Linked DNA regions of Anser cygnoides: region 2 is linked to region 1. Evidence: chromatin contacts called from public Hi-C data. All regions are on one chromosome and are shown on one strand. The core of a region is the stretch at or near the end of the contact, and the rest is flanking DNA. Distances in the headings are between cores, read along the strand shown.

Region 1 (2,700 bases), core at 9-2,508:
TGGGGAGCTGCCTGAAGGGATGGGAGTAAAACACAGGCACGTGGCGAGGACGGGGTCAGCACTAACAGCTTTCAGAAAATGGTGTGGAGCTAAGGCCAATGCCTGGGCATGGCTGAAAGTCGGTTATGAAGCTAAACGGGTAAAATATCTTAGTGAGTAAGGTGGAATTTTTTTACCAAAGTTTTCCTGTGAGTCACAGATGTGATCTAAATGAACAAGTGTCCTGGCTTACCAGGCTTTTCTCGTAACGCAACTGGTAACACCAGTGCCTAAAAGCTTTGCGTGCCACACAGAACTCCTTAGTTCTCAGATAAAAGGTGAACCTTTAAAAGATTTCTGACATTTTGGAGCAATATTCAATTACATAGCATTGTAGTGTACAGACCTAATATAGCCAATTTATGCTTCATAAGAAATATTTACTGTGGTGACATTGCCATATTTCTCCCATCTCACACTAAGTCCCACGAGAGAATAACTGTGAAAAATGGACCTTATAAGGAGTAAATATGGACCAGTTCTCAGAGCCCCCCAAATTTGTGAAGTATGCGAGCAGCAATGGATGTGCAGGCGAGAGCTTGTGATTCTCAGCATGTGGAGCCACGGACGAATTACTGAATAAACAGGGCGGTTCTGTGTTGTGCAGATGTTCGTTTCGTGTACGACTGGCGCTGGGTTGGAAATCAGTTTAATTATTTTTATTAAGAAGTCCGAACGCTCGCTCCCCGCCGCTGAGGCAGCCGAGCTTTTCCTCACAGCAGGCAGCTGCCGCCCCCCCCCCCCAACCAGCCGCGCGGGGGCGCTGCGGGCCGGCGGCCGCCTCACGGCGCCTCCCGCTGTGATTGGCTGAGGCGGGGAGGGGCGGGGCTTCCTTTGGATCAATCCACCTCCGCCTCCGGAGGGGGGGGGCGGGGGTGTCCTTGCGGAATGGTTCGGCCCAGCCGCCCCCCCCCCCCCCCCCTTCCCCCGGCGCGAGTCCCGGGCCTTTGCCTAGGCCGTTGCCAGCGCCCGCGCGCGCTCAGGCAGGACCCCGCGGGCTGCCCGCCGCACTGCCTGACGGCGGAGACAGCGGTTCGGCGCCGGTACCGCCGGCAGAGCGCTCGCTGAGGCATTGCTTTGCCTCCCCCGCCCAGCGAGCGGGTGAAGCCCGACGGCCACCATGCCCCCGCGGTGCCAGCGAGCCTCGCCTTCGGCTCCGTGTCGGGCGTTTGATCAGGGCAGCCCGCGGCGGCTGGGCGCGAGGAGCGCGGCGGGCGGGGGTCCTGGCGGCAAGGCAAACGCGCCAAGTTTCCCGTGGCGGGGCGGGCGGCGCGGCCGGGGCCCGCGGTCTCCATAGCGACGGCCCCCGGCGGGCGGGGGCGGCGGGGCCGTGACGGGCCGGGCCGGGCCGTGACGGGACGCGCAGGGCCGCCATGTAGCGGTGAGCGCCGGGACCGGGCTGAGGGGCCGGGGCGGGCCACGGGGGCGGTGGGGGCGGTGGGGCCGGGGCCGTGAGGGACGGGGCTGAGGGGCCGGGGCCGCTCCCAGGGTGCCGGTGCCGGTCCGACGCCGCCCCGTGTGTGCCCGCCGCAGGTGGCGTTTCCCGGCCGGGAAGATGCCCGGGGTGCTCCCCAGCGAGAGCGGAGCGGCGTTGCGGGGCAGCCCGTCGAAGCGGAGCCGGCTGTCGCTGAAGCTGTTCCAGAAGAAGGAGGCCAAGCGGGCGCTGGACTTCGCCGAGCCGCAGGACGGCGGCGGGAGCAGCCCCGAGCCGCGGGGAGCCGACGTGTGCGTGGGGAGCCGGGGGGCGGGGGGGCGGCGGCACGGCCGGGCTGCCGGCGGCTGCCTCGGGAGGTTCAGACAAAGTTTCCCTCAGCTCAGCTCGATAGAAAGCGATTCCCCTTCTGCTGAAGTATCGAAACTTTAAAATTGTCGCTTTTACAAAATGAATCCTGCAGAAAAAACATTGGATATGGAAGGTCCCTTATGCTGGGAGTAAAAGCACCGAGTCCACCGCTCACTGCCGTGCGTTATTGTTGGGTGTTTGAGCCCTGGGTGAACTCGGCAGCTCGTCTCCCTGCAGCTAGTGAGGAAGTGAAATGGGAGAAGGAAAATTGCCTCATTGCGATAAACGTGTTGGAGGCTTTGAGACGTGGTTCTGTCTGGTGTATCAGTACAGTGCATCAGCGCTGTGTGTAATGCGCCAGGTTTTTTGTTATTTTTTTCCCCCCTTCTATATTTATTTGCTTGTTATGCTCCCAGCAATGAAGTGATATGAATCTGGAGCAAGGGACAGTAATAGAAAATATGTGCTGCACACATAGCGTTTTTCTTGGAGCTGCACTAAGAATGAACAAAGAACACACAAAAGTATTGTAAAGAGAGCTTTACTGGTGCCTTAAATCACTCCGCTTCTTGAGAGGTGGGTGTTGGGAGTAATGGCAGACACACGCCTCTCGTAAACCTGCCTCTTTTTGAGTAGGTTGCTAGAAAGAAGGGTTACGGTGGAGTTGGCCTCTCTTTGAGTGCCTGGAGTAGCCATGTAGAGATTCTCAGAAATGCCTTGACACCGTTTTCATCTGTGCTCGTTAGTCATTAATTCTGTTTTCACTGTTTTATAGTGACCAGGTTGTTCCTGCAGCACAGCCTCCGTTGCTTGTCAGCTGTGAGAAGAAAGACAACATGTTGCCTTTTGTGGGCCTGAATAATCTTGGTAACACTTGT
Region 2 (2,700 bases), core at 151-2,650, 42 kb after region 1:
TGGGCCGGGCGAGCTGAGGGACCGATGTTCCTGCGATGGCCATGGCAACTGTCTGGCTTATCATGCTGCCACCCTCGCTTTCATAATCATCAACAGCGACGCAGCTTGGTCTCCCTCGCTGGTTGTGACTCTCTGCCAAGAAACACATGCATCCCAGTAAATCCCCAAATTCAAAGTGGCTCTCCCCAGCACTCGTTTCATTGAACTGTCTGGAAATGCAAACTGAAAATCATCACACTCACAGATAGGGTCCTGCAGTATACAGGACTGACTGTTATATGAGGTTATGCAAAGCAAAGCAAATACCCATCTTCAAATACAACCTACACAACTTCAGTATCTAGAACCCTTCTGAAAACAGACTTTTTACACCTTTGAATACTCCACTCCAAATCCTTACTTGCAGCTTTACTATGTCATCAAACTCAAAGGACAGCGATGACTCCCAATTTGAAATTACTCTAGATCAGACTCCCTTGCCCTGAACTGATGCATCCCACCTCTGGGGTTCTGCAGGACACTGTGCAAAGCACACCTGAAATGAGCTGCTGATAAAGCACAGTCTGCTTATCCTTTGTAATTTTTCTGAGACTTGTACAGTACATGGAATGACTTCTAAAGCCAGTCAGAGCAGGGAGGCTGGCTGGGCACATACAGACAACAGCCAGACAGCAACTAAAATGCATTGCTAGTTTTTCACTTCATGCAAACAAGTAGGCAAATGCAGCTTCTGAGTGTTCACTTGTTGAACTTGGATATACTGTTGGATATATTTTGCAAGTGTGGTTTCAAAAACATGTCAGTTACAAATACTTCAAAATACAAACAAACTCATCCAACAGCAAAGGGATTTGTTGTTCAATTTTAGAAAAAAAAAAGACAACACTCAAATCTTGTGAGCAGATGAATATTCAAGGCACAGAATGTAAAATACCTGTAAAGTCATAGAGCTGAGGCACGGTTTCCATGATCACGCCAATCAGAGGTAGGTACAGCATTGCAACCCGGGCCTTTACCTGCGGGTCAGCGTACCGCGGATCCGAGTCGTGACTGGACAGTAAATTGTGTACCATGTTGATGACCTTCTTATGCAATCCAAATAAACTGTTAAAAGAGAGTTGGGTCACACAGATTAGTTAATACCTTCAAAGCAAACTATACTTTGTAACTGAGAGGTTTCAAAAAAAGAAAAAAAAATCCCGGTTTTTATTTTTAACTTCACTTAAACCACCATTACGCGTATTCTTTGATCTCCCCTGGATTTTATAAATGGCTGGCTTTTGCCCATGCCACATAAAATGTACAGAAATATCTTGCTGAGGTGCACACGCAATATAATGCGAACACTCATATTTTCCATACAAAAACAAAGCCCCAACTTCTGCTATGTTGAAGGATTGAATCAACTGGAGAACGTTAGGAGAACCTGGGGAGTAGAGAAGACAGGGAGAGAAACTTGAGAGGACAGTGGGTTTAGTGAAACTATTTGTAGTGCTCTTTTTTTGTTTCTATTTAACACTATTTACAGAGAAAAGCCCTCCTAAGACAGAACTTTGCTTTTATCAAATGATCAGTAGGTTTCTGCCTCCGTTCCCTGAACCCCCATGCAATTATTCAGCCAAAACAGTAGACTACAGATCAGTAACTCTGAATTAAAAATGTCAAAGAAATGGAGAGGTAGAAGGAAAAAACAGCAAGAAGTGGCCTTCCCTATTATTAAGATGCAATTCACGTCAGAGCCCCAGCACCATTCCCTTTTGCAGGACACCTTGCGTGAGCCTACTTGGTGCTCATGGCTTGTGAACACAAACTCCTCTGAATCTCTCAAGAACTCGCTCTGCCCCTTTTCAATCCCCTCAGCCACCACACAGAGGCAAAACTCTCCCAGAGCAAATAGCACGTGTCTCTATGGCTATTTGCTTCTGGAGGCAAACCAGCCCAGGAAGACAACTCTACCCCATGCACGAAGCAGCCAAGGAAGCTCATACATTATGCAGTAGCAAAACATAAGCTTCAGTGTTCAAACCTGAGGTATTAAAACAAGGGCCGAATTTCAGGCAGTATCCACTTTACCTGAAAAGTAGAGTTGAGTTCTGGTTAAAAAAGATGAGAGATTCTGACTGGGTTGTCGGGGGGTTAAAATGATTATAAAGACACCAGCAGAGGTTAGGAGGTCATTAGCTAGTTGAAGCTATACTTCATATATAACTGACCGACTCCTTCAAATTAAGGTTAAAGAGAAGTCTGTGTGTTATTCTGAAGGAGTGGCATCTAGGCCACGTGTGAACAGCTGAAAGGAAGCTATCCTGCAGGCCATGGAGCTACGTACAGGGAAAACACATTCAGACACGGCAATGTCATTAAAACTTAGGGCTACATGGATATTTTTCCCCTTTTCCTGAACAGAACAGGTACTGTGGTAGATCGATCTGTATCAAGGAGGAAATGTGACCTGCTAATCTTTCTGGCTGATAATGCAATGAATCGATCTTGCCACCCTCCAGCCAGCCCCTCTGACTTCTCAGCCCTGGCATGAATTTGGGTCAACAACACACACTTCTGGAAAAATGACATTTGTCAGTGAATACTGAGGGTCAAATTTTGATTTTCTCACTTCTGACCTGTAACGTTGCTCATTATGGGCAATGTAGGCACTATGAAATGAGCAATAATTATTATTATGCTCAAATAATCAAAGCA

Evidence for each region. Hi-C and Micro-C count contacts between places; a contact is called where the count stands out from the background.
Region 2: a Hi-C map of liver shows a contact between it and region 1, with 14 times the contacts expected there. The contact joins the enhancer-like site here to the promoter of USP1 in region 1. A contact is called at or near these places in 3 of 7 Hi-C or Micro-C datasets (all in liver).

What each region holds. Positions count from the first base shown.
Region 1 is chr8:30,823,616-30,826,315 of Taihu_goose_T2T_genome, forward strand. It overlaps USP1 (ubiquitin specific peptidase 1), which reads left to right and starts at 1,259. Exons shown (of 8, transcript XM_067001729.1): 1 at 1,259-1,420; 2 at 1,573-1,764; 3 at 2,598-2,700. The coding sequence starts at 1,595.
Region 2 is chr8:30,865,036-30,867,735 of Taihu_goose_T2T_genome, forward strand. DOCK7 (dedicator of cytokinesis 7) reads right to left here. Exons shown (of 47, transcript XM_048062223.2): 28 at 935-1,104; 29 at 1-132. Among named protein-coding and RNA genes, the nearest start is that of ANGPTL3, 23 kb to the right of the region's middle. Within about 2 kb of position 1,401, at least 2 of the 3 cell types and tissues checked have open chromatin away from gene starts, as enhancers often do. A contact at or near this core is called in liver, where this site is marked.